5 separate regions of the Mus musculus genome follow, and all the other regions are linked to region 3. A link is a contact called in public Hi-C and promoter capture Hi-C data. All regions are on one chromosome and are shown on one strand. Each heading gives the region's core, a stretch centred on a gene start, on an enhancer-like site or on the middle of the called end of the contact. The rest is flanking DNA. Distances are from core to core; before and after follow the strand shown. Region 1 holds the start of 1700047F07Rik (a long non-coding RNA gene). Region 2 holds the start of Cc2d1b (coiled-coil and C2 domain containing 1B). Region 3 holds the start of Pars2 (prolyl-tRNA synthetase (mitochondrial)(putative)). Region 4 holds the start of Czib (CXXC motif containing zinc binding protein). Region 5 holds the start of Lrp8 (low density lipoprotein receptor-related protein 8, apolipoprotein e receptor).

The links. Promoter capture Hi-C pulls out the DNA fragments that hold promoters and counts their contacts. Hi-C and Micro-C count contacts between places; a contact is called where the count stands out from the background. Capture Hi-C pulls out chosen DNA fragments and counts their contacts.
Region 1: a promoter capture Hi-C map of embryonic stem cells shows a contact between it and region 3, with 2.8 times the contacts expected there. The contact joins the promoter of 1700047F07Rik here to the promoter of Pars2 in region 3. A contact is called at or near these places in 5 of 39 promoter capture datasets (cranial neural crest, embryonic stem cells, hippocampal neurons and 2 more) and 3 of 115 datasets of contacts at active chromatin or transcription factors (embryonic stem cells and large pre-B cells).
Region 2: a promoter capture Hi-C map of liver shows a contact between it and region 3, with 3 times the contacts expected there. The contact joins the promoter of Cc2d1b here to the promoter of Pars2 in region 3.
Region 4: a contact with region 3 is called in a promoter capture Hi-C map of pre-B cells, with 4 times the contacts expected there. The contact joins the promoter of Czib here to the promoter of Pars2 in region 3. A contact is called at or near these places in 3 of 39 promoter capture datasets (hippocampal neurons, liver and pre-B cells) and 1 of 9 other capture datasets (adipose tissue).
Region 5: a contact with region 3 is called in a Hi-C map of B cells, with 7 read pairs. The contact joins the promoter of Lrp8 here to the promoter of Pars2 in region 3. A contact is called at or near these places in 1 of 39 promoter capture datasets (stem cell-derived epiblast-like cells) and 1 of 484 Hi-C or Micro-C datasets (B cells).

Annotation. Positions count from the first base shown.
Region 1 is chr4:107,685,852-107,691,433 of GRCm38.p6, reverse strand. It overlaps 1700047F07Rik (a long non-coding RNA gene), which reads right to left and starts at 1,834. Exons shown (of 4, transcript XR_867984.2): 1 at 1,696-1,834. It also overlaps a transcript of Dmrtb1 not described here and the pseudogene Gm12899.
Region 2 is chr4:108,617,632-108,623,132 of GRCm38.p6, reverse strand. Cc2d1b (coiled-coil and C2 domain containing 1B) reads right to left here and starts at 3,177. Exons shown (of 25, transcript NM_177045.3): 1 at 3,060-3,177; 2 at 1,539-1,621. The coding sequence starts at 1,604. It overlaps Gm12743 (a long non-coding RNA gene), which reads left to right and starts at 3,278. Exons shown (of 3, transcript XR_003955254.1): 1 at 3,278-3,367.
Region 3 is chr4:106,647,955-106,653,509 of GRCm38.p6, reverse strand. It overlaps Pars2 (prolyl-tRNA synthetase (mitochondrial)(putative)), which reads right to left and starts at 2,441. Exons shown (of 2, transcript NM_172272.2): 1 at 2,379-2,441; 2 at 1-392. The coding sequence starts at 379.
Region 4 is chr4:107,887,726-107,893,263 of GRCm38.p6, reverse strand. It overlaps Czib (CXXC motif containing zinc binding protein), which reads right to left and starts at 3,438. Exons shown (of 8, transcript NM_001347160.1): 1 at 3,368-3,438; 2 at 3,062-3,145; 3 at 1,743-1,799; 4 at 1,228-1,309; 5 at 1,011-1,042. The coding sequence starts at 3,373.
Region 5 is chr4:107,798,477-107,804,222 of GRCm38.p6, reverse strand. Lrp8 (low density lipoprotein receptor-related protein 8, apolipoprotein e receptor) reads right to left here and starts at 1,964. Exons shown (of 20, transcript NM_053073.3): 1 at 1,705-1,964; 2 at 853-972. The coding sequence starts at 1,810. It overlaps Lrp8os3 (low density lipoprotein receptor-related protein 8, apolipoprotein e receptor, opposite strand 3), which reads left to right and starts at 2,159. Exons shown (of 2, transcript NR_168096.1): 1 at 2,159-2,459.

The sequences.
Region 1 (5,582 bases), core at 585-3,084, 1.0 Mb before region 3:
ATTTTTTTCAAAAATAGACAAAACTATCAGAGTAGAACAAATATTGTCAAGTATAGGCCCACCTTGTTCTCAAGAACCCATCCTTTTTTGACATCCAGTTTCTCTCTCTTATATCACGCCAGTGTCTTTTTAAGAAATGTGTTTTATCTTTTAAAAGACAGCAGCCTGAGACGCAATCAGCTCTCAACCTAAAAACACAAAGCTTTCAAATTGCCTGAATTTCCAAGAATAAAATAAATACAGCACTGTTGAAATTTGCCTACACAAATGGAGGTTGGAAGGGGATAAACGTCTGCGGTTTGTTTATTCTATCACCCCAGGCTTTCTGCACCTTGTCATGTGACTACTGATTTAAAAGATATACAGTTGTTTATTAATATTTCCCAAGCACTATGCAAATTCCTATTGCCATGGGTATCTTTTGCCCTTCCAGCTGTGAAGTGAACACAGAAGCATTTTGTATTTAACAAGACTAAAATATGTTAACTCAAAAAGAACTCACGTTGACTAGCATTTCTCTTCAATTATTAATGAGGACATGAAGAGAGCTTGAGTGGTCAGATGTAGAATCTGAATAAACATTGCCTCAGGCCTGATGGTCCACCGGTACCTGATGTTCAAACTTAAATTTGATAATGCAAAGTCTAGCCTTTCAGTCTGTGGTATTGCTAAGCTGTGGAATGATGCAATTTATGCTCCAGACTTTGTGTGTGTGTGTATGTGTGTGTGTGTGGGGGGGGTTTGAGTCAGGGTCTGGGTAGCATGGAACATGCTATGTAGATTAGGCTGGCCTCTGTAGACTAGGCTGGCCTCAGACTTGCAGCAACCCTCATGCATCTGCCACAACAAACAACTCAATGACTTTAATATGTATGTAACACAATAAAAATACTATAAATAAAGTATATATAACATGTCTTCTCCTTTCTGGTGCTGGGAACTAGGCCTAGGATCTCACATGTACTAGACAAGCACCCACTGCACCTAGAATTTCACCCAGAAAATTTGAAAACCCTTATTGAGACTATGATATTCAAAAGACTCTTAAAATCTTTATTTTTTTGTCAGGATAACTAACAATTTTCTGTTAAGTACTTTGGTTTATTATTATAACAAGTATTTCCTCTCTTGAAAAACCCATTCAAAACATCCCAATCTTTGATGTAGGGAACTTTAAGAAAAAAAAATTTTTTTTTTATGTTTTTAAACAGGAACAAGAATTCTTCAAATTTCTATAGTTTGACAAATAGAAACAATTTCATTTCAATCTATTCTGGTGAACAGGAATTATTTTATACAGAAAATCATCCTGTCACTTCTGGCAAACTAAGAGTGAGTGCTATTCATTCACATGTCCCATGGAGTCGCAGTGTGATGCTGCCATGCTCACATAGATTACTTTATCACAGATCTTGCAGTGGGAAACAAGGTTTTGGGATGGCTGAAGCAAAAGAAATCAGATCCCACAGCATCTCCAGAAAGGAATGGATCCAACCTTCTCCATCAGGACAGTCTTGCTGGGGTGGGATGGGAAGGTGGATCATTCAGTGAAGCGGTTGCCATGTGAAGCGGTTGCCATGTAAACACAGAGACCTGAGCTTAGATGCTCAGCACCTGCGTAAAACCAAGGGCACATGCCGGTGACACCAGGGCTCAGGAGACAAAGAGAAAGATATAAAAGTAACTTCTACTCACCTGAGGTGATCGTTGTCTCCGAGGCTTGCTGCCTCTGTCTGCTAACCTACGCTAGTCCTGGAAGCTTCTAGCCTCTGTACAATCTTATCTAGGTCTAGAATATTTTCAGCCTCTGAGACTCGCTGCTGAATAAGCTCACACTTTCTAGGTTGGTTTTTTTTTTTCCTGAGCTTTGACTGTTTCAATCTGTTTTCTCTGTGTGTGTGTTTCTCTCTCTGCCTGTCTCTATCTCTGTCTCTCCTGAATTCCTTTGCTTGGTCTCATACTAACTTAGGCAATCTGTTCTAATCTTCTGGCTCCTTCTCATTCTATGGCTCATTCTGACTTCACCTATGTCTAGCTTGTTCTCTCTGCAGCCTGTCTCTGTAAAACTCCCCAGTAAAATTGCCTCCTTCCTTTCCTCTCTCTCTAAAACTCCTCTCTCTTAAACAGCTTCTCTTACCTCTCTCTTCTCATGAGAGTTGGGCGTATCCTATTCTCTCATACCTTTCTCTGGTTCACCACTTTGTCTGCCACTCAATTAGACATCACTTTCAAACACGGCTGCTTCCTTCTACAAACTAACCTGACCTTCATTGTTTGGGATTAAAGATGTGTGCTAAAGGTGTGTCTGTATTCCAGCCAGAGAGATTAAAGGTGTGTGCTAAGGGCTACCTACTTCATAACTAGAAACATTTTTTTTTCAGTAAATAACAATCTCAGGGTTCACAATGTGATCAAATATTCTTCAACAGGAATACACATATATATATATATATATACATATATATATATATATATATATATATATATATATATATATATATATTCATTCCTGTTGCTTCCTGGCCATTTAGTCTGGCTGAATCACTTAGCTCCTGGTTCATCGAGAGACTCTGTCTCAAAAAAAATAAGATGGTTAGTAATTGAGGAAGATATCCAGTATCTATTAGCTTACACACACACACACACACACACACACACACACACACACACACACACGTGTTCATACACAAAGACATACACACACACACATTTTTTAAAAATTAAAAAGTAGTCCTGGGCACTGCATAGTGTTTGAATCAACTCTGTCTCCTGTCTCTTTCCAGAGCAATGTGCAGGCAGCATCAACGGCCACGGTCAGGACCAGCTTTTTCCTGTTATTTCTTAAGACCGTTCTTGCCTTTCCCAGGAGCAACCGTCGTGGGCATCAGCATGAAAGCCTTGTCTCCTGTCTGTCTGTTCTGCTCACTGCTTGTCTCCCGTCTGTCTGTTTTGCTCACTGCTTGGCTTTGTAAACGGGACTTTCACTCTGTCTTAGCGATGACCAGGGCAAGTCCAGACAAAGCCGTGCTTCCAGCTCTGTCTAAGCCATTAACACCCGCTGGGTTAGCCAAACACCCCTCTGGCTCAGGCTGCCCAGTGCAGCTGGTGGTCAGTGGATCCTGCCTGCTCGGTCACATCCCTGCTTGGAATTAGCTGAGTCCTGCCGCCCTTCCATCAGTTGATAACGCTTGAGTCAGTAATGTAGATAATGTCACCTTCTTCAAAGGACACTCCATCTGGCTTTCTGGGCCGTGTCACCTGGGGCTCTGAAGGCTGTAACTTGCTGTAGTTTGCTGGTTTGGGAGGTAACTGCCATTTGGATTCCCCCAGCAGCTGAACCTGGGGACAAAAAGCTGACTGCTCACTCCTGCCACCAGGGTTCATGTACCCCCAAGGCTGCTTTTTTTTTTCTGGTGTGTGAGAAGAAACCCCCACTAGTTCCCACACCCATAAAGGATGCATGGTCATAGGCATCTGACCTCCGAGTGCCCTGGCTAGCTCTTGCCACCAGAGCCCCTGAAACTGATTTTTTAGGTATAGTTTTAAATAACAAGGTCAGTGAAAAATTTAGACAGTTTGAATTGGTGAGTACTGGAGAAAGATCGTCTACCCTCCATCTAAGGGGCCTGTTTTTAAAATGTGAGGTATACATAGGTGTTAGAGCAGGGCAGAGACAAAGCTAGACTATTGTTCTCTGTTTGTTTGCTTGTTCTGTTGTTGATGATTTTGTTTTGAGTTTTTGTTTTGTTTTGTTTTTGAGACAGGGTTTCTCTGTGCAGCCCTGGCTGTCCTGGAACTCTGTAGACCAGGCCTGCCTTGAATTCAGAGGTCCGTATGTTGGGATTAAAGTCACTTCCTATCTAAAACTTAGACTCTTTGAATGGTGCCAGTTTCCTGTAAAATTCCTGAAATGACAACCCAGTGAATACGCTCTTGCCCACTTTCAGAAATGAGGAAAACTTTTTTAAACAAGCAAAGTTTTATGAACCTTCCCCCACCCCCACCCCCCCCCACCCCCCCCACCCCCGCCCCTCGCAACTTTCAAGAGTCTAATGAGCCCAGAATGGTAACAACTTCTTAGCCCCAGGTGGGGGGAGGGGGTGCGGCGCACGGGGAACCGAGAGGGGGAGGGAACACTACGACAGGAACACGGACACCAGAGAGTTGCAATCAAAGACTCAAAGGAGAAAATCAAGGCCGACTCTGCACCCTGGCATCACCAGAAAGATTTCACAGCAGGGCAGTGAAAAGCTCACAGAAGTGAGCTAGCTAGTAAGCAGAAATACCTCCTTAAACAGAACGAGCCGCAGGATGGTGGCTCACACCTTTAGACCCAGTTGGGGGGGGGGGGGGCTGAGGCAGGGGGATCTCTGTGAGTTTGAAGGTAGCCAGAGCAAGCTACACAGGGAAACCCTGTCTCGAAAAACAAAAACAAAACAAAAATAGAGCAGATCGTGCCCTAAGCTTAGGTATTATTGTGTCCCTACCCACTTCAGATGACACCCCTCAAGAGTGCCACAAACTTTTATAAAAATAAATTTATGAATAACTTAATATCTGTCATTAATGTTTGTAGCTGGATCTGGCTGTAACTGAACCTCATGGGAAGCTTAAGTCAGGTGATCTGGGGTTCGGGGTCCACAGCAGGGCTTCTGAGGGGGCTCCAGGGCAGCCTGAGTAACTTCACTTAGATTCTACACAAAGAAAAAAGGAGGGAGGGAGGCAGGGAGGCAGGGAAGGAAAGAAGGGAAAATAAAAGGTGGGATTTTTAGTTGGATAACTTGCCTAACATGCTCAAGGCCCGGGTTCCATGCCCAGCACAAACAAAGCCACTAGGAAGCCTGTGCCATGTGCTAGCCTTTCTAAGATTTTGGTTGCTTCACAGAAATAACTAAATTCACGAGAATTAAAACAGCCCAGACTCTCCAGTCAGGAGGCTCAGGCGACTCAGTGCCAGGTCTTCCCCAACCCCGAGTCAGGGATGAAAGATTCGCTGGCTCAGCCACGGCTTCCACGTGAGCTAGAATCACTCTTTTCTGAGGCTCGCCGAGTTTCTACACCAGTGAGCCACTAAGACCAGTGAGTCTCTAGGCTAGCTCTTCTCAAAGTACGGACCAATCTTTGAAGTGGTGGTCGTAAAAGACCGTGATCTTGCCGCTGCGGGCTTTGTACCTTCCAGAAAATGGGTGATGCCAAGGGCGCCGTAATGGCGGGAACTGGAAGTGTACAGACCGGCAGTCGAAGTTGCCAGCCAGCGCCAGCCAAGTTGTCTGACCCCAGGGCCGAAGGCGGTCTGCTGGAAACCCGGGCTTTACCCCCCCCCCCCCCCCATAGAGTCACTGCAGTGCATTCTCCAGAGGGAAGTGGGCAGATGGTGTCCGAGTCCCACAGCGATTTCTGCTGAGGTTCAAAACTACAGCAGCCCGAGTCAGGATGGCCACCGCGGGGACTCAGCTGGGACAGATCCTACAGTTAATGCAGTGGGGTAAGACTTCTTTCTGGCTTTAGGGAGCTCCAGGGAATCTGCACGGTGTAGGGATATAGTTCCACTTTTGTAGTCTTTTAGTTCTGATCTTAGTCAT
Region 2 (5,501 bases), core at 1,928-4,427, 2.0 Mb before region 3:
ACAGTAGATGTTTCATAACCATCTGCATCTCCAGCCCAGGGATCTGAGCCACGCATGTGCCATGCATTCACACAGACATACAAATAATTGTTTTTAAAATTACATAACAAATCAGATCTTGAGAGAACCGGAGAACCATCCCAAGTTTAAGGCCAATCTGATCTAACTAGTGAGTTCCACACTAGAAATGGAAACCATCTCACTAAATAAACAACAAAAAAAGAAAGGTAAAATCACCGAATAGAGCTTGGCATTGTGGCACATGCTTGCAATTCCAGCATGTGGGAAGTGAAGGCAGGATAATCAGGGGGTCAAGGATAACCTATGCTGTGCACGAGATTCTGTCTTTTAAAAAAAAAATCACATAATGAAATTACGCGCAGTAGTACATACTTATAATCCTAGCACTGGGGAGACAAGGCAGGAAGCCTCCAGGTTCAGTATCTGCCTGGGATACATAGAAGTTCAAAGTCAGCCTAGGCAACTTGAGAGAACTTGTGCCAAAGTAAAAAGCTCGGTGGAAGAGCAGTCATGTGGCGTGCAAAGCCCTGAGCTCCATCCCCACTCTGAGCGAGGCCCAGTGTGCAGAGAAGGAAACATCTAAAAGATGGAGACGTTTTAAAAGAAGCCACTATCATAATTAACAAAAACAGCAACAGCTGCTGGGCACAACGCTTAGCATTATTCATCATTAGTTAATTCTTATCATCTTGAGAGATACTACCATACATGTAGCCGATCTTCTGTTGTGGGGAGAAGGGAGCAATTTGAGGCGTGCTTTCAGTGTATAACCTAAGCTGGCCTTGAACTCACAATCTTCGTGCTTCTGCCTCCTTAGTAGTGGGATGATGTACCACATTTAATCTTTTTTAAATGACCTATTTTTATTTTCTGTGCCTGGTGTTTTGCCTGCATGTCTGTCTGTGTGAGGGTGTTGGATTCCCCTGGAACTGTATTTACAAATGGTCGGAAGCCACCATTCGGGACCTCTGGAAGAGCAGCTAAGCCATCTCTCCAGCCCCCCAGATTTAATTGTAGTAAACACATAGCATGAAATCTGCTGTCCTACCTATGTTCAAGTGTGAAGCTAAGGAACATTATACATTCCCATTGTTTTGCAACCATCACTCCAACCCACTCACAGAATTCACACGCAAAACCTGATCATACATCTAGGAAACACTAACCCATCTTCCCCTTTCCACCTTATTTTCTATGTCCATTATTTTGACTACTCATAGTCAACCCAACCTTAACTGGTTCTGTTGCTGTTGTTATTGTTGTTTTGATTTTTCAGTTTTTTAAAATAAATGTGTATGATAGTTGTTCCCATATATATGTATGTACAGCATGTGGCTGCAGTGCCGATGGAGGCCAAAAGAGGGCGTTGGATCCCCTAGAACTGGAGGTGGCTGTGGTCGTAAGCCACTAAGTAGCAAGCAGCTCGCACTCTTAACCACTGAGCCATTTCTTTAGCCACAAATGTTTAGAGATCCATACTCCATGTGGACCCGGGGTGAAGGAGACCACATCCATACCTGCTTGGCAGTCTCAGCACCCTGGCCACTGGTCTTAGGGCCCTTCCGAGGTCTTGGCCCTGGCATCTTGGCAGGCTAGATACCTATCAGGTGTAAAGTTGAAGAGACTCAGACTGGAATAGATGATGATATATGGCCCCCAACAGTGGTACCCGTGGTTAGGGAACTTACTCCCACGGGCTAAAACACCACTTTATAATTAATAGCACAGAGGCAAGGAGAGGTAGGGGACGGAAGGCAGGGGACCACTGTCAACAGAGGGATATGGGGGGTGGGGGTGGAAACACAATTTCTGAACTGACTGGTGACCATGGAAGGCAGACTTATGGAAGCAATTTGAGGTACAATGGTTTGGAAAGGCTTTTAAAAGCAGTGCTGTCGCCGGGCGTGGTGGCACACGCCTTTAATCCCAGCACTCGGGAGGCAGAGGCAGGCGGATTTCTGAGTTCGAGGCCAGCCTGGTCTACAGAGTGAGTTCCAGGACAGGCTGTCTGTTCTGCAAATAATGTGTCTATTTACATTTAAATTAAAAATTCAGCTCCTCAGTCATACCAGACAGATTTCAAGTGCTCAGTAGGTGAATCTGATTAATGGGTACCACTGGGCAGCACAGGCATGGATCGTTCTCATCATCAGTTCCCGTGGGCACTCTGCACCTGATTCAGTATTCAGATCCTCTGAAAGGTGTCACAAGTGGTCAGCGGGTACTGTAGCACCACCTGTCCAGCACTGGAAGGAACTCATTTGCTCCTACCTCAGGCTTCAAGGAAACAGACCCATGGGCAGACAACGACCACAGAGCAGCTGCAGGGACAATGGGTGCAAGAGGCAGCCCCTTATCGAGGACATAGAAAAGACATCTAGGAGAGGACGATGCCTGTGCTGAGTCATGAAGTTTGCACACTGGGGAATAGCAGAACTCCAAGCAAATCAAACGAACTGACACCAGTTCTGAGGTGAGAACTGGCTTGGCCTACACAAGGAGAAGAAACGCCCAGCACCACGGAGGCATAAACCAAACCGTAAGGCTAGAAATGAAGGCATGAACTAGGGGAGAAAGAGAAACAGCTTTAAGGCTTTAAAGACACTTGGGCGTTAGACACTGGGAAGCATTATGGGTTGATGCAGAAGGTGCCCAGGGAAGTGGGAGATCATATAGGGCGGGAAACCTCAGCCCTGAGCATCTTGCAAATCTATGAAGAAGCGTGAGGTGGCGTGGGGATTAAGAAACAAGACACGATCCCGCGTCCGGAGCGGGAATCAACAGGGCTGCGAGGTTCCCTGGTGTGAGCGCACAGGCGTAAGCCACTCCAAGTGTCACATTTCGGACTGCAGTCAACAGCGAAGCGTCAGCCGGGGTGGGGTGCGGGAGTGAAGGAGCTCGGGAGAATGAGATGCTCCGCTGCCGCAGGCCGGTCGCGGCCCTCCCGATGCCAGGCTCCGCCCGGCCCGACCCAAGCCGCCTCTATCTCCCCGGCCGCCCCCAGAGTCCACACGCCGGGAAGCGGGCACGTGGCATACCTCGCGGCGGATCCGAACCAAAACCGGGCCTTCTCGAGCCCGGAACCGCCTAGCTTTCCGCGGCCCCCGGGCGGCCGCGGCGGAGACAGCCACAGGAAGCTCCCGCCCAGGAGGCGGTGGCAGGCGCCCGGCACGTGACACCACAGCCGGCGGGTCGCCGTGCGCATGTGCGCGGGGAAGCGGGCGGGGCGCGCCCACAGGTGACGCCGAGGGTGGGGCCGGCTGCGCGCAGGCATCTTGGAGCAGGTAACGCGATACCGGCTGGCGGCAGCGTCGTGAGGTGTGGCGTGCTGCGTCCTTCACCCACGGTAGGCGTGCCCCATTCCTGCCGTAGTTTCTCCGAGAGGCCTCTTACCTGGTTCTCTTCGCGCGCCCCGGCGCTTCCGCGTCCTACTGGCTACCAATAGGCAGCCGAGCCGCGTCCCTGTGCTGAGATCCTGGAGGATGCGGCTTCCTCCAGTCTGTGCAGCTTAGGCACGGAAAACCAGCTCTCTGGGAAATAGAGCTCCTTTCTAGTCAGAGGGCAGGACAAAACTTCAGATTAGAGGAACCAAAGCCCTCGATTAACTGAGGCCGGAGCATCCCTGCAAGCTGAAGGGTCGCCTCTACCTCAAGGAGTCCTGTTATATGGGGATTGATGGAACTGACCTGCAGATAGACCAAACCCCGAGATACCCCACACCACGTGCGTAGTCTCACTTCGTGGAGAGACTGCAGGCTTCAGTTCTGATAGATCAGTTCTGCAGCCCTCGTGGTGGCGCATGCATTAAATCTCAGCACTCGGGAGGCAGAGGCAGAGTCCTTTAGTTTGCCTGCAGCTGGTCTAGTTTAGGCCAGCCAGGGCTACATAGTAAGAACTCTGACTCATAAACTGCCTTACTAAGGCAACTTCCAGAAGTTGTCTTCTGACCCTACACAGATGCAGGCCTGCCTGCACTCCGACATTCAAATTAACACACACAAATAATACACAGTAGATAGTGATTCCTACAGCTTTGGGTTTTTTCATTTGATTGTTTTCAAGGTCACACAGACCCACCTGCCTCTACCTCCTGAGTGCTGGGCTTAAAGAGTGCACCACCACCACCTGGCTGGTTTGTTTGAAACTTTCGTGTACTCAATCCTGACCTTGAATTTGATTTGTAGTGAAGGATGACATGGAATTTGTGATCCTCCTGTCTGCATCTCCTAGTGCAGGCATTACACCTCTGGGACTTCTGAGGTGCTGTCGATGAGACACAGAGATTTGTTCCTGCTAGAAGCACCCTGCCAGTCCAGCTACCTCCCAGACCTAGTCATACCCGTGTATGTAAATTAACAGGAGATGTGGCCACTGACTTCATCTCCCATTCTGCAACAGTTCCTTTTCAGTGGGGATCTGTCCTCTTACTGGACTCTCACTCCGGCCTGCCACAGGCTCCCAGATCTTGTGTTTCCCACATAACAGACTCAAATGAGCCAGAGTATAATTTAGGAGATAGTTTATAATAATAGAACAAGGAGGGTTAAGAGTGGATAATGGCCAGAGGGACCAGTGCAGAAGGAAAAAAAAAAAAAAACTCACCACATGTAAGTGGATAATGGCAAAGAATCACCATTGTGCCAATTATGTCAAAATAAACTTTACACTGTTCTCTTTTTCTTTTTTTAAACAATGGGTATGCTAGCACAAGCCTTTTAAAAAATTAATTAATTAATTATATGTGAGTGCACTGTAGCTGTCTTCAGACACACCAGAAGAGGGCATTAGATCTCATTGCAGATGGTTGTGAGCCACCATGTGGTTGCTGAGATTTGAACTCAGGACTTTCGGAAGAGCAGTCAGTGCTCTTACCCGTTGAGCCATCTCTCCAGCCCTACACTGTTTTCTTACGTCTCTACACATAGTTTTCCTGGAGGCTATTGTCGTGCTCAGATGATAGAAAAATGGGTTTGGAGTTGTGCTTGTGAGCATGTTTTGTATGTCATGCTCATTTAGGACCTCGCATTTTCATCTGCAGCTTTCCATCCTCACCTTATTCCCTTGACATAAGGTCTCTCACTGAACTGGAAGCTGTTTCAGCTTAGTCTTGCTGATAGTGAGCTCTTGGAATCCCCAGTCGCTTCTCCCCAATGCTGGGGTTACAAACTCATGAAGTCATGCCCAGCTGTTATTTGTTTGTTGTTTTTTCTACCCCCCAAGAGCTGAGGACTGAGCCCAGGGCCTCTCACATACTGGGCAAGTGCTCTACCACTGAGCTAAATCCCCAACCTGTTTGTTGGTTTTAATGTGCTCTGTCTACATGTATACCTGCACACCAGAAGAGAACATCAGATCTCCCTCCTTTTAAATGTGTATGTATATATATAAAAGGGTGTGTGTGGGGGGGGGGGGACGGGGACGCACACCTTTAATCAGTACTTGGGAGGTGGAGGCATATGGATCTCTGAGTTTAAGGCCAG
Region 3 (5,555 bases), core at 1,192-3,691:
GCTCAGCTGGGCTGAGGCTGGGCATGTTGATTTTCTGCCCGCCGATGGCCTGCATCTCCTGGTCTATCACCCGCACAAGCTTCTCCACGGCACGCACTGTATAGGGCATGAGGTGGTAACAGCCAGGGCTGGCTGGAAGGATCAGGCCCACTTGCAGCATCAGCCGCTGGCTCTTACAGGTCAGGTCGCTAGCTCTGCCCTCCAGAGAAAGCACCTGGTCTTCCCGAAGGTTCTGAGGCTGGAACATGCGGGATAATACCAAGCGCTGCCCTCTCCCGGGCGCACGATGGTAACACTTGTGGATGATGTATCTGCAGTGACGGAGGCTGCAGGCAGCCAAGGCAGACAGTGTTCTGCATCTTGTCAGCAGACCTTCCATGACACCCTGGCACCTGGAGAAAAATGAGTCACGTGGGATGACGATTAACTTGGTTCTCAGCACGGGATCCAAGATGTGGATCCTTCCATGTCTATTAGCCCAGCACATCACAGTACCACTTAAAGAAATCCATCTGGGTATAGTGGCAGATGCATTTAATCCCAGCACTCCAGTACTTGAGAAGCAGAGACAGGCAGATCTCTGAGTTTGAGGCCAGTCTGGTACATAGTGAGTGCCAGAACAGTAAGGGCTATGTAGAGAGACCTTTTTTAAAAAATACAAAAACAAACAAAACAGACAAAAAACCAATAGCAGCAGCAACAACAGAAAGTCATATTCTTCTGATTATGAAAATGTTACCAGCCTGTTGTGGAGATAGCATCCAGTTATGCGCAGGCTCTAGATAAGGCAGTCGGCTCTAAACCAACTTCCACTGGCCACTTCCAGCAGCCTGCCACATCTGTAGCTACCCGTGTGCTAGAGTTTCATCATGAAATGATATAACCACCAGATCAGCCTTGTACATTTACTGTTGAGAATTTTTTTAAAGGTAGAAAAAATTCTCACAACAGTTTTTGGCACAGGCCATGAGCCTGGTGGATGTTTGATATTGTTACTATTTCAGAACACTGGGGAGAGACCCTGAAACAAGTCAATTGCAATCTCACAGGCAACAGCGAAGAGCAGGCTTTTTTTGGTTTTTGTTTGTTTGTTTTTTCTTCAATTCCTTGTCTCGATCCCTACTAAGTCAGTATTGCTAGGCGCTGAGGCATATTTGTAATCCCAGCACTTGGGAGCCAGAGGTAAGAGAATCAGCTAGGTTTGCACATCTGAGTTCCAGGACATCGGAGGAAATGAAAATCTGCCGCAACAAAAAAGTCAATATTGTTTTAACTGCTCCTCTCACCCACCACACATTCCTGGTCAGTTTGCATCTTCACTGTCCAAACTGTTGAATTTCTGACCTATATATTCTCCCATCTTTGGAGAACATAGTACACGCTATTTGAAACTTAGTGAGGCAGAATCTCTTCAGACAATGGTGCCCCTGCAGATCTGAGTATCACCCTGCAAAGCACCCTCTGGCCAAACCAGAAACCTGCCCTCATCTACTCTGCTCCACAGTACTGTCACAGTTTTTAGTCCTCTGGCCCAGCCTGCTCCACCTGACCAGCCTGCACCTCAGTTCAAGATACCATCATCCGTGACTGTTAAAACAGTCTCTACTGGCCTCCTTGCATTCCTTACACTTTCAACTTAACACAGGCATTGGTAATGACAGTTTCTTGCTGCCTTTCGAGTGTACCGCAGATCTCACCTGTAAGAGGCCTTTTCCCTGCCTTCGCCCTATTTCAGGTACACAGTACATGAACACACACACGATCCAGTCAGGAAAACTGCACACAGTGTGCTTGCAATGCCTAGTGCCCTAAAGGTTTGTGTATTATGATGCCCAATTCATAGGCTCTGAGATGGATCATAGGGTCATAGGCTCTGATTTGTGTCAGGTGACATCAAAAGGCCCATGGCCATTCTGGATTGCGGGAATTTGCCTCCAAATACCACCAACGTCAGCGCAGCATACAACAGCGATGAAACTTCCAACCCCTGCTCTATCTTGGCCTTTACGAGGAGTGAGCGTACTGCGGTCACTTCATTCCTCTTTAGAACCCTAAGGCGGCTGAGCCACCAGGTCATCCCCGGGACCGGTCCAAAATGGGCCCTTTTAGGAACTCTGTGCCTCTAAGTAAGGGCCACGCAAGGATAACTAGGGCGGAAGTGTTGCTCTCAAACAGCGGGGGTGGAGATGGGGAAAGGTGAACTGCAACCGAGCACACGACTATCCAATAGCCTGTGGCGACTGAGAGGATGCACGCGAGACAGCAGACACCAGATCGTGGGTGCGCGTGCCCAGAAACTGTCCCTAGATTCGCTGGGCCCTTCCTAGCCACCCTCCAAGTCCAGCGGCCACCGATGCTCACCAGCAGCAACTCAATACCTGAGTCGGGCGCTCTTCAGTCACGCAAAGCCAGTGCGCCTGCGCCGACATGGCCGGAGCCTCGCCCCCTGTGTTTCTCACCAATCGGAAAGCCGCACTCACGGGAGGGGGCGGGATGCTCCGGTCCCACGCTCTGGAGAGAGGCTGGAGAGGTTTTCCGGAAAGCAAACCAAAGAGCCTCGCTCTCCCGCCAAGATTCCGGAAGTGCCCTCTAGGAATTAGCAAGGTTCAACTCTATGATCAAACCTTACTTTAAAGGATTTGAGTCCTGTTTTTACCGCCCACTGCTAGGCCCGGTCTATGTGGAGAGCAGGTTCATTGACAATAGCTATGTTTCAAATCTACGCTATGATTGAACAAGCCACAATTTAAATGAGTTTAAAACTATGAAACACTTGCATAAGGTCACCTGTATTACAATAGCCAAGGAAGTCTTTTTAAAAAATTTTATGAAGCAGAGATGGGGTTTAATAAAGACATTTTAATATAGGCTGAAGCACTAGGCTTAAAAGCACCAGGGGAACTGGAGAGCACGGATGTGGCTTCTCAAAGGCGAGTGTCCCTGAGTCTTGAAGATGCGACTTGAAACATTCGTTGCTGTGCTGGTTAACAACCACTGCTGTGCTTCAGAGAACCAGTGTTCGGTTCTCAGCACCCACAATCACTGAAACGCCAGCTCCAGGGAACTCCAAAACCTTCTGACCACTGAGGATACCCACCTCCACTCCCACACAAACTCACACACACATACAATGAGGCTGGGTCTTTTCTTCATTTACAAGATGTATATGTACATGGTTTACATAAGTGTGTTATGTGGTATGTTTGTATGTGTGTAGGAACACATATACACGTGTGAACTAGTGTGTGAAGGCCCAAAGCTTTCATAGGTGTTTCTCATCCATCTCTACCTTATACACTGAGGCTCTGAACCCCCTCTTCATGTTTCATGGCACCCACTTTACCTGATGAGCTGTCTCCCCAGCCCTCACAAAATAGTTTATGAATAATTACATAGTACACGCTACTGCTGCAGCTGTGGGGAAGCAGAGAATGGGGAAAACAGCTCCCAACATTCATGTTAGAAGTGATGGCCTGTAAGCTGACACAGTCAAACTTCAGCCGACCAAGTGTCTTAGTCTGCTTTCAGTGGCTGTGAGAAAGATAACAACCAAAAGCAACTTGGGGAGGAAAGGGTTTGTTTTAGCTTATGAGTTACCGTCCATCCCTGGGGTGGGGGTGGGTAGCGAGGAGTCAAGTCTCAGGACAGGAACCTGGAGACAGGAATTGAAGCAAACACCACTGAGAAATACCGCTTACTGGCTTGTTCCTCATGGCTTGCTCAGCCGGCCTTCTTGTACAACCCTGGAGCACATGTGCAAGGGTGGCACCTCCCACAATGCACTGGGCCCTCCCATGTCGGTCATTAATCAAGAAGACTGGCCTGCAGTGGAGCCTCATGGGGACAGTTTCCTAACTGAGGTTCCTCTTCCCAGATGACCCTAGCTGTGTCAAGCTGACAAAAACAAACAAACAAACAAATAAATAAAAAGCAGACAGTAGGGAAGTGGGGCAGTAAAGACTCAGAAACCAAGACAAAACCGGATTTTGATAAAATTAATTTTTAAAAATTACCACAAAAAAATCCATAGAAAGAAAAAGTAAGTTGCCGGTCAGAGGGTGTTAAATGTTCTGAAGACAATTTAACTTAAAAAAACAAAACAAAACAAAAATGGGGTAGGGAGCTGAATGGTGCATAGGGTGCCCACGGAAAGCCACCATGAGTGTGGCATTTTAGCAAAGACCTGAAGAAGGAGACCGTGTAGCTGTCTGAGGGAGAATGTTGCAGGCTTGAAACAGAGTGGAGAGGGCCCTGAGGAGGAGCTGCCTTCCAGTTAGCCTATTCAACAACAACCACACTTTCTAAACTGCCTTAAGAGTGCTGTACCCCTTGGCAAGACCAGACAACTGTGACAGTGACACAAACTGCTCTCAGCTCCCCCGGAGCTTCCCGAACAGCCTGTGATCTGCAGCAACACTGGGGTTCAGGGAAGCCCTGTAGGAGTCCAGGAGAGTGGGAGCTTTACTGAGGAAATTGTCTTTACCTGGGAGAAGAATGGGTCTGGCAGGCAGAGGGACCAGACACTCAGAGGCCTGGAGCAGAGTGAGATGACAGGGGTGACAGGTAGGTGGTGGGGCTGCATCATTATTTCTCACAACTCCTGGTGTTACCAGAATTATAAAGGGCCAGAACCCAGGTCCCCCAAACCTCAATAAGCCAGATCTGACCGCCTGTCTTCAACAAGCTAGGAGTAGGAGCTAGACGCCCTGGGAAGCAGACAGATAGCGGGAGGGGCCTTGGCTAGCTGAACTTCCCAAATGGCCAGCTTCATTCATTCTCTGCTTCCTGAATTGAGGCAAAAGCTGAGTAGCTCAAAACAAATGAAGACCTTGTTGGCTTTTGTCTCTCACCAGCAGGCTACATGGTGTTAAATTGACTCAACGAGTCACAGGCCTGTTCAGGACATGTCACACAACACCTGGCTAATCAACCATCCTTGCCTTCCTCAAACCGACCAACCCTAGGTTGAGGGAGGAAACCTCTTTATAGGCTTTAAAAGGCTAACCCGAGTCTGGCTTTTCAGCTTCCCCAGTCTCCCTTCTGCTTTGCACAGGGTCTTTCTCTCTGTGTGTCTGCTGCACATACCTGTTGCCTCAGCAGTAAATGCTGGTCTCCAGCTGCCAATTCTAGCTGAGGTCCTTGAGGTTTCTCAGATGCCCTTGTTGAGCTTAAGATTTTTCCTGCCTTTTAACTCTTTAACCGGCAGAGAAAAGAAACCCAGGCAGGACCTCTAGACTGTATCAATCCAAGACCCCTAGACTGCATCAAAGCTGTCCATCACTGTCTCCACTCTAGCCTGACCTGAAGGGTGAGCTGACAAATTGCAATCCACTTCCAGGAGACAGCCTTCTGGGTGGCTCAGACTTTAGTCTTTTCCTTCCCCTTGGTGTGAAATGCCTGGAAGAATTCTAATTTCTTAGGGGTGCACTGTTTCCATAGCCAAAGAGAGGAACACAAGTGCCTCTGTAAGAATATCTTCATTCCTTCTGGGCATGCAGGCTCCCCTGAGCCAGTGCCTGATACCCAGGCCAGGACAGTGCTGCAATCATCGTGTC
Region 4 (5,538 bases), core at 2,189-4,688, 1.2 Mb before region 3:
ACCTTGTGGGCCCTAACTACACCACTGAGCCTAGAACAGGACCCAGAACAAGTTAGCCCTTTATAAAAACAAAACGCCTGTCTTGGGTACTGCTCCAGAGAGGACCTCTGTAGACACAGGTTGTGCAGAAGAGTGAGGATCCTTGGTCAACCTTCCTGCATGTCAGCAGAGCAGAGGAAACCCGGCCTACTTACTGTAAGGATCTGAATCATGCACTGAGAGCCAAGCACTGGGTCAATGAATGGTAAGTGACCAAGAAGACAAGAATGCTAAGTTACAAGGGCTCTAGACCGTCCACATGGTCCCAGTAAGCACACCATGGCCTTTGGATAACCAGCCACCATGTCAGGCTGGAGAGATGGCTCAGAGGTTCAATTTCCAGTGGTTGTTAGAGATGGTAGCTCATAACTATCTATAATGAGATCTGGTGCCCTCTTCTGGCCTATAGGCATACATGCAGGCAAAATGCTGTATACATAGAAACCCTGTCTCAAAAAACCAAATAAACAAACAAACAAACAAACAAACAAACAAAACAGAAACCAAACATCCACCATGTCATGAGGAAGGCTGGGTGTATGGAGAGCGCACCTCTTGGGAGGTGGATAGCCAGGAGCCCTGCCTACCTCACCCCTGGGCTCAGACTGCCCAGACTGTCATCCTGTGTACTTTTAGGAGGAAACTGCAGTATTACCCAGTGGATGATGTGGATATGGTGGACAAAAGATACGGAGCAAGTGAGCACTGAGTTGGTGCATGAGAGAGTAAATACGCAGGAGACGTGGTGTCAAGTACCTGGCCTCTCAGCATTCAGGAGGCTGAAACAGGAGTATGAGTTTGAGCCAAGCCTGGGCTACCTAGTGAGACCTAGTCTTAAGCAAAACAAAGAGTTAAATACATGGGACCATGTCCAGGGGCAGGCCACTCTGATGCAGCTACTCTCGACCCCACTCCTAGCCATCAGTTCAGATTTAATCCCACCATCCCTGACACTACAGCAGGAAACTTACGTTGTAAGCCTTGATGGTGCTGCTCAAAATGTCTGAAATATAAAAAGGAAAAGTTGACTTGAATCTCTACCCAGACTCCACTCAGGTGCCCAGACACAGCCTGGGAAAGAGAGAGACCTGCACAGGTTTTAGTATTTCACACCTAGGTCCACCCCTTGACAACACAAGCCTGCTTCCAGTCACCCTGGAAGAGCCTGGTAGGCAGCACCCGACCTACCAATAGAGTTTTCCCGTGCACATAGCTTGCACTTCTGGACCATGGAGGCACTGCCTCGGCCTCCTTTCAGCGCCACGCTGTCCTGACAAGAAGCAAACAGAATTTCTAGTCATGTAACAGCTAGACGTAAGGGTCCCAGAGAGATCTCATCCCACCACCTCATCCAGTGGAACAGACTAAGACCACAGAAGTGAGTCACTTGCTGACAAGTGACAAGAGGGTTGAGGAGAGCTCAGTAGTAGAGCATGCTCAGTAGAGTAGTAGTAGAGATATGCAAAGCCCTGGATTCAATCCCCTGGGTGGGGCAGAAGCCTAAGGAGTCTTCCCCTGGTTGAGAAAAAAAGTCCCTCTTGATTTTGAACTCTGCCTCAAAGATGTCTGTTGTTCCCTGCGAGGGTCACATTGGTGCTCTCTCAACACCTGCCGTGCCCCCCCCCCCAAGTGGCTAAAGGAAAGAAAGATGAAATCCAATTTCCCCAATTTTCTGCCCAGGAGCATGTGGTAGGGACCATTACCATCAGCCGGATGTATTGCCACTTCTCTGAAATCTCACCACAGTTGCCACATTTCATCTTGGGGAAGGAAAAGAGTATTATTAGTTGAGCAGGTAGCTTCCTTAGACACAGGGGAAGGGGAAGCACGGTGTAAGGCCAGCTCATAGCCTACTGCCTTCTCTTAATTTATCTTAGATGCACTCTCACTGTGTAGCCCAAATGTGTTTGAACCTGAGATCTTCCTGCCTCTGCTTTCCAAGTACTGGGATACAAGTGAGTGCCTCTAGACCCATCCTATCTTCTAGGGGATTCTTACAGCATCCAATAGGGACATGAGCCGATTTATCTCCAAGTAAGAACAAGGTGTTTCTGATGTTGGCACCCCTGCCCTCCTCTAGAATCTGTGCCATTTGGCTGGGGACTCCAGGTTGTCTCAAGCCCCCAGCAACTCTGCTGGTTGGTTCTGTGCTTAGGGGTCCTGAGTCTGGGGTTAACGGGTTGTCATTTTGTTTCTGTTTCTCTCTCCTTTGTTATTCTGTGTTTCTTCAAGTCAAAGTTCTTCAGATGGGCCCTGGAACTCCTGCTCCAAACATTTTGAAATAGGAGCTGTGGGTGCGATGGTGTTGCACTTGTCTAGTGCTGGGGCGGGGGTGGCGGAATAAGAGTGATCAGTTATGGCTTTGGTTGGGTATGTGAGGCACTGAGATAGACTAGGAGAATAAAGCACAGCCTGGGACGATGAAGGGTGTCACACTGTTTGGGCCTCTAGGGCAGGGTACCTACCCAGTTTACTAGCACTGTGTGAGGTCAAAGGGTGGCCAACTTTCCCAATAAGTAAAGCCAGCAAATAAAACAAGGTGGGTTTATTCACTATATTAAGTAAGCACAGGGTCCCTTCAAATGATATTTTGTTCCGTGTATGTTTATAAACTAAGAGCTGGAAGGATTTCACATCAGGAGAGTGCTAGCGTGAGGCCCCAAATTCAGATATACCCGCCAGAACAGAAGAGGGATAAAACCACAAAACTCCACCGTGTGAGGAGGCCGAACATCTGTAATCCTAGTAAGAAGATCAGGAGTTCAAAGTCATCCCTCGCTACATAAAGAGCGCAAGGCCAGCCTAGATTACATAAGACTAACGTTTAATCAATAAAAATAAAATCTAAAATTCCATCCTGAAGATCTCACTTAGATGCCTGGTTAAGCACCTCAGACCCGGTGGAACTTTTAGAAAAGCTCCCAGTTCAACACTGTGATCAAGGCTGGGCCCTGAGCCCTAAGATGCCCCACTGCCTCCGGATGCTCCTCCCTTCCCTAGAGGAACCCGCCTTCCGTCGCACCTTCAGGTACCACCGGAAGTCCTCGCCCACTGGCCGAAGGTTCGTGACGTTCTCCAGCGTGGCTTTGAGCTGCAGTGCGATTTTCTGAGAAGAGGGCGGGACACGCTGAGTGCAAGGCCTCGTCCGCTCAGCTGCGTGCCACGCCCCACCCCGCCCCTCCCGACTCAAGCCCCGCCACCCGAGCCTCACGCCTTCCATTCTCTCCTGCTCTGAGCTCGCCACTCTGAGCCCCTCGCCGCCTCGGACCCATCTCTCACTGGGCTACTACCAGACGGGATGCCCCAATGGCGACTAGCCTCTCCTTACCCCCATAGCTGCCGGTCCACGTTAAGTCGCTGCGACAGCTGCTTTCCGACCCGTCGTAAAAGGCCGGCGTCGCCGCGCAGCCTCAGTGCGGGTGGGCGGGGAGCGGGGCGTTAGTGAGTGGTACTGTAGGCTGGCGTTTTCTAGCTTGTCCCTCCTTAACCTGCCGGGCTCGGCTGTTTTCGGTAGGTTTGCTGGAACCGATGTAAACGCAAATGCCAGAGATGGTTCCTGATTCTCAATCTGTGCCTTCACTGAGCAGGCAAGATAGTCGGGCTGGAAACCTCTGCCAGACCTCTCTAGGCTCTCGGTTCTCTATCCGACTTCTCACTACCTGTGGTCCTGAGGCTCAGATTACGCTGCAGCCTCCCAGATGATGGGTAGTCGCCCTCTAAACTGCCCACTGGATGTACACGATTTGATGCTGCGACTTTTCCCACAGGGTTGCCCTGTGTCCATGTCCTCGTGGTAGCTATGCCTGAACAGAGCTGACTTTCCCCCACCTTAGTCATATATTTAACCGACACTGCAGGAGCTGGGAGCACCAACATTCGAAAACATGCCCCATTTTTATTTTTTAGAGACAGGGTTTCTCTGTGTAATTATAGCCCTGGCTCTCCTAGACTCGCTTTGTAGACCTGGCTGGCCTCGAACTCAAAAGAGATCCACCTGCCTCTGCCTCTCGAATGCTGGGATTAAAGGCGTGTGTCACCATGCTTGGCTCCCACTTTTATGGCCCAGTCTTTTTAAATTTTATTTTGGTTTTGGCAGGTAGTATGTATGTGCTCCACATGCATGCAGCTCCCACCAAGGCTAAAAGAGGGCACCATAAATAACCCTCTTGTACCCTCCCCCCCCTCAGCCTGAAACCTGGCTGAACAGGTTTCACTGATAGCACGAAGAGAGCATGGGGGGGGGGGTTGGAGCCTGCCACCTTATCGTTCTACCACTCCCACTGCTACTGCCTGCCGCCTAGCAGTTCCGGAGTTAATCAAGTTGTCACCTGAAACTGGACTCCAAGGATGATTTGGCGGGAATGGGTTCCTTCCCCTTCTTCATAAACCAGTGCCTGGGAATAGTAAAATTGAACCTTGAGCAGACTAGTTGTCTTGGTTCCATTCTCTCTCCCGCCGCCTAGCTCCCTCTTCTCTTCCAGATTCCAAGATGCCTCCCAGGCTAGAACCCAGACATGTGAGCCGGCCGCAACACTCTGTGACACACTGATAGAGCCACCCTATGGATGTTAGGAACAGAAATGAGGTCATCTACTACAGCAGCAAGTTCTCTTAACCGCTGAGCCATCCCCCTGCCTGTTGGACACCACCAGACTGGTCTTTAAGTGTCTCAGAAGTCTGGCATCCTGACATGTCACATATTAATGATATCCCTAACGGAGTATGAAAAGTCTTGAGGATGCTTGGGACCTTGTCTCAGAATGGAATGTCTCTAAGGATATGTATTTAGGCTCGTGTCCCTTCAGACCAATGAACCCTATCAAGTCCCATTCCTTCTGATGCCATCTAATCAGCTATTTTCAGCAAGCCATGAAATTTAAGTAATGGCAAGAGAAAGTTCCTGCCAATCTACCTATTGAACAGTTTTCCTTCATACGGAAATAAAGGATATGTTAAAAAGCCCAGCCATTGGCTGGAGAGATGGCTCAGTGGTTAAGAGCACTGACTGCTCTTCTACAAGTCATGAGTTCAATTCCCAGTAACCACATGGTGGCTCACAACCATCTGTAATGGGATCTGATGCCCTCTTCTGGTGTGTCTGAAGATAGCTACAATGTACCCATATACATAAATAAAAAATAAATGCCCAACCACAATAAAATTTTATGCCCAAGAAGCTATGAATGCTAGTCAGGTGTTTTACTACTGAGCTATAACTCCAGCAATTAGTCATCTTGTAAATCTTCAGGGTTTCCATTTCCCTTGAAACTTAAAAATCCAGGTTGAACTATGTGTGGTGGCACCTGCCTAAAATCCCAGCACTTGGGAGACAGATCCCAAGTTCAAAGTCATCCTGGACAGGAAAGGGAGGGGAGGCGTGGTCAAAACAAAACCCAGGTACCTTGTCCTAGAATATTGCTAATGGGGTTCTCAACTTCAATGTATTGAAAAAAATATTCAGCAGTGTGTGTGCTAGCGCACACCCATGGCACAGCAAAG
Region 5 (5,746 bases), core at 715-3,214, 1.2 Mb before region 3:
GTTCTTGGTACCAGGAACTAAATTCCTTTCACAGCAGAGAACGCCTGCTGACTCCATTGCCGCTGGCCCCAAAGACACCCCTCACGCGCCCGCACAAGGGGGAACTTCCACCGGTTGCACAGGGTGTACAAAGGCCACGCTCAGCAAAGGCAGTGGGGTTAGCATTTGGCCTGCCTTCACTGCCGTTGCTCCGGTGGCTTCCAGGAAACACACTCTTCCTCCTGAGCCCCTCCTTGCTGTTGGCCCCATGACTCACACCCAGACTAGGCTGGCAGGAGGAAAACGCTCTCTGAAGGGTGACTCGGCAGAAAGGCAGCAGACTGTGACCAGGACCTGAGCCTACCACCCGGAGGATGCGCGCGGGGGTGCGGCCGGGGCGGGCCAGGGCAGGGCCTAGAGCCCTTTACAGCACACCGTCAGCCCCAGGATTGGCCGCTCCGGCCACAGGCCTATGGGGTGGTCCTTGCGCAGCCAATCAGTGGCCCCGGGGAGCCCATTCATTCATAAAACCGAGCAAGGAAAAGCCCCTCGTGGCCCGAGCTGCGTGGAACTTTGAAGTGCGCGCTCCCAGTGAGGCCCAGATTGGGGATCCGATCCATAGAGCTAAGAGGTGTGCAGGGGCTGCCGCGTCCACGCCCACAGTCTCGGGCTAGTAGCTTCAGCAAGCCGCGCTGGGCTCCACCCTAAGCAGGACACGCCTGCCACCCAGCTCCCGCCGACAGCTGAGCCACCCATCCCAGAACAAGGCCGCCAGCCTGGGGCAGGTGGCCCCATGACGGATGCAGCCACGTGCGCAGCGGAGCATGATCCCCCCCCCCCCCCGTTTCCCCTCCCCTGGTCGCCGCGACTCACGGCAGTCGTCCTCGTCGCTGTTGTCCGAGCAGTCGTTGTCCTCATCGCATCTCCACACCAAGGGAATGCAGCGCTCGTTCCGACACCGAAACTGGTCCTCTTCACACTCCTTGACTGGCCCTGCGGGGGTTGGGGGCGGTGAGCTGGGTCACTGCACAGGAGCCCGCTCCCCACCCTGCAGCCCTGGCTGCCGAGAAGTCCAGCGGGTATGGGAAAGGGGGAGATATCGGTGAGCTCTGGATCTCCAAGCACCTTAATTCCGAGAAAGGACAGGATGCCACGGGTCCTCCACTGCAGGACCGACTGATGGCACAGCGAGACCCGACAAGCGCTTAACGGCCCGTGGCTATACCCCGCCTTCAGACACATTCACCCTTACACACAACGCCAAGTCAGGTCCACACAAACCTAGTCTGCGGGAAGCCCCGCACACTGGCGACACGCACCCGGTGCAGGGGCTCAGTCCCTTCACAACCTGTCAGTCTCCTCGGCCCACAGGGGTCCCCGGAAACGCATTGTCAGAAAAGACTGTACCACTTCGCTCATCGCCGCTATGGAGCGCGCGTGTCAAATTAAACCAAACCCCAGACCCTGAAGGACTACCCCCCGCAAAGTTCACGGGCCGGGGGGGGGGTGCCCGGCGCCCATCCCCCATTAAGAGGGTGCCCGGAGCTGGGGTAGAGCTTCGGTAACCAAAACCGTGGGGGTAGCGGGGAGGAGGTCCAAGGCAAATCCAGGGAGCTAGGGTCCCCGGAGCCTCTCTATCGGGACCTCGCCGTACAGCAACCCCCACCGCCGGCCGCGCTTTGTTGGTTGGCGGCTGCGAGCCGGCCCGGGAAGCGCCGTACGCACCTTGGCCGCCCGGCAGCGGATCCGCTGCGGAGAGATGCTGAAGCTGCAGCAGCAGCAACAGCAACAGCGCCAGCGGCCGGAGCGCGCCCAGTTCTGGGCGGCCCATAGCGGGCCCGGGGCTCCGGCCGCCGCGCCCCGAGACCCCCGCGCCGCCGCCGCGCCTCAGCCCGCCAAGTCCTTGCCGCGGCGCCGGGGCTGCCGCTGCCGCCGCCGCCACCACCACCGCTGCCGCCCGCCCCGGCTCCCCGGCTGCATTTCAAGCAGGTTCGGTGACGCTCGGCGGCGGGGCGGGCTCAGGCTGGGCGCGCGGCCCCGGCCCTGGGCAGCCGCCGCCGGCGCGCGCGCTCCCTCCCGCCGCCGCCTCCGCCCCACGCTCCTCCCGCCGCCGCCTCTTCTCCTCCCCCGCCTGTCCTTGTCCCCTCCTCTCTCGGTCCGAGCCCCATGATCCTGCTCTGTGTGCGCGCAGGTGCTAAGAGCTGTAGACGCTAGGACGAGCCCGGCTAGGCTCTGGCCCCCCTGGTTTCCCCGTGGAGGTGGCAAGAGGGTGAGAGAAGGAGGCGTATGGAGGAGAGCCCGAGCTCGGGAGAAGGAGACTCACAAGCCGTTGCAGTGAACGCGCAGAGCGCGGGAAGGCTGAAAGCATTGCCAGGGAGAATCTAGGGGTGCTGGGCAAGACCTGTCATAGCTTCAGATTAGATGAGTCGCTTTCTGCGACCGTGTGCATCTGTGATTATCACTGTGTGATCCTGAGAGAGGTGAGTGTCTGGTGCACAGACTGTTATCCATATTCATCCTTCTCTGTTGGACCCCGCAGAGGAGCAGATCAAGGGCCCTGAAGACATGGCAAGGTAACCCTTGCTGCTGCAGAGAAGGGCAAGGACTGTGGAGGCCCAGATGTGTCATCCTTGCCGCCAGAGGCAGCACATCTAGTGTCTCTGGGCTCCACTAGCCTCTGCACAAAGAAGGCCCCTCCTCTAGCAGTGCGACCCCACCTCCCCTACTCTTCCTTGTCAGAAGGGCAACGCTTAGACTGGATTTCAGCCACCTGCCGGTGAGCCTGGCCCAGCAGCACAACAATCTCAGAGTGTGATTCTTGGGCACGGGTTGTAAACCAGGCCCGCGCGAGGGTGCCAAGGCCCAGTGTTAAATAGGCCCTCTCTCTTCAGAAAAAAAAAAAGGAAGAAAGAAAGAAAGAAAGAAAGAAAGAAAGAAAGAAAGAAAGAAAGAAAGAAAGAAAGAAAGAAAGAAAGAAAGAGAGAAAGAGAGAAAGAGAGAAAGAGAGAAAGAGAGAGAGAGAGAGAGAGAGAGAGAAAGAAAGAAAGAAAGAAAGAAAGAAAGAAAGAAAGAAAGAAAGAAAGAAAGGGAAAGAGAGAGAAAGCAAGCAAGCAATCGTGGAAGCTGTGATTCCTATGCCAAGCTGGATGGGTGCACAGCCCCGCTAGGTCAACAGTCCTCTCAGTCTCATATCTTCCCCCGCAAAGGGTAGCCCATGACAATAGCTATGGCAACCACAGACCTTGGGAAACCACAAGTGCATCATCCTTTGGTCACGTTAAGGCTCCATGGGTCTGGAAGTCCTGGCCACAGTGAGGGGAAGACAGACCATCAACAGAAGAAATCTTACACAGCATGTGCTGTGTGTGTTGTGCCCAAGGCTGCAGCATCGTAAATAAGGTACTTCCCCAACCTCCCGATGTTACATATTAGTTAGAAGAGAGAAATACAGAAGAAGAAAAAAAAAAAGAGTTCTATCACACTATCACAGCATCATAGTTGTGATGAGAAAATAAACAACATGAGAGCACGGAGGTAAGTTAGAGAGGCGATCATGTTTCACTGACAGCGAGGAGCCTGACCACATGACGGTCAAACGCATGCTATTCTTGGCAGAGGGAAGAGCAATGGAGACACATCCCATCGTGGTAAACTAGTGATGGGAGAAGTAAGCGCATGGTGGTGGGGAGGAGCTTTGGGGAGTCCACAAGGCCCAATCACAGGATAGCTTTGTAGGCCACAGTAAGGAGTTTGGATTTTGTCCCAAGCACAATGATACCCACTGCGACACCCTCGAAGGTTAGGATGGACCCCCTCCTGCAACCCAGATTCACCTGTCCAGCCTCACATGGCTTCTGCTCTGCACTCCTGGGAAACTCAGTCCCATTATCGGGCCTCAGGGAAGCTGGGAACTAGGCAGTCTTGATGGTTCCTTCTGTGCTAAGATGTTTGCATGGGGTAAAGTTTAGGCTACAGCTCAAAAGGATAAGAGCATTGGCCTTTGGGTCTGGGCCTGCCCTTCCTTCCCTGACTATATGGACATGGTTGCTTCCACTTCCGTGGTTCAGGTTCTCCGTATAAAAGATGGCATGGGGGGGGGGGTCGCAGTGCTCACCACACAGGCTGAGGTGAGGTTTAGATTACATGTGGTTGCATGAGAGTCATGTCCAGAGCACAGTAGATGCCTAATGAACATTAGTTACTGTTACTATTATCCAAAACACCCTCCTCAAAAACCTCTGATAACCCCAAACCTCAAAAAATACAAATTGCCCAGCCTGGGAATATAGCTCAGTGGGCAGTAGCTCAAAATTTGAGCTACTAGGGGGACTACAGTAGGAGGAGCACAAGTTCAAGGCCTGTCTATGGTACAGAGAGTTTTCAAAAACCAGTCTGGGAGGCCTCCACAGCAGGCCCACGGGCCTGCTCCTCACACCAGCCTGCTCCTCACCTGCCCCTGAGAGCTGGGTTTCAGACCTCTTCCGACCTGTACCCTCTTCGTGGGACATTCACCTGGGCTGGATCTGTCCAGCCCTAGGCCTCTGTAAAAAGCTTCTACTCTCTCTACAGAAACTTCTGGAGAAGTTTCCCATGGCCCTGAGGGCCAATCTCTCTGAACTACTGTTAGATCCACTTCTGTGCAGAGGCCTCAGATCAGAAGGGCTTCCTAGTCCCTGCTTTGTCTCCACTGGTGGCTTGTTAAAGAGTGGTGTGGCCCCACAAGTTTGCCCCAGGACCAGAAAGCTTGCTCAGCTGTGGGGGGTCATAAATGACAAAACTCCATTCCTGCCCTTAGGGCTCTCTGGTCTAAGGACCAAGACAGCTCTGGATAGACAGTGATGAAGTCACAAGAGGATGAGCAACCCAGAGAATGGGTTGTTCAGGGACATCAGGTTTCTACCCCATGTCTCTCACACAAACAAGGTCAGAGAGCAGGGGCCCAGCTGAGCTGAGGGCATGGAGCTTTCTCTCCGTCCCCTGCCTTCACTTTGCAGAAGTGCAGCCTCAGTCTCCTTTGGTATGCTGTGGGCCTGTTGCCCATTCTCCTTGATGGGGTCTTATAAAAGAGACGGTCTAATCCATGCTATGAACTTCACGGGTTAAACCACTCGATATATGTGTGACCTCAAGGAAGTTTCTTGGACTATCTGTTAATTTTCTCTTCTATAAAGTGGGCATCTGGTCCTGTGAGGTGGCTGAGTGGGTAAAGGTGCTTGACACAAAATTTGAAAACCTGAGTTTCAGCTCTGGGACTCATGGTAGAAGTAGAGAACCGACTCCCTCAAGTTATCCTTTGGCTTCCACAAGTGTGCCATAGAACACATGGGAGTGCACACACATACAAGCATACACACACAGGCACAGACGCATGCATGCACGCGCACACACACACACACACACACACACACACAGTGTAATAAACATTTTGATAAATAAATTGAGTAGTAAATAAATAGACTAGGAATGGGGTCAGAGTGTTTTATGCCTATAATCTCAGCACTTGGGAGACTGAAACAAAATTGTCGCATTTGAGGCCAGTCTGGGCTATATAAAGACCTTGTGTCAAAAATAAAAATAAGAGGGGCTACTACTTAAGAGCATCAATTATCTATTGTTATATAACAGACAACCTGTTAAACTTAGCAATTTAAGACAAAATGGAGCCAGGCATGGTGGCACATGTCTTTAATCCCAGCACTCAGGAGGCAGAGGTATGCAGATCTCTCTGAGTTTGAAGCCAGAATGCTCATCATAGTGAATTTCAAGA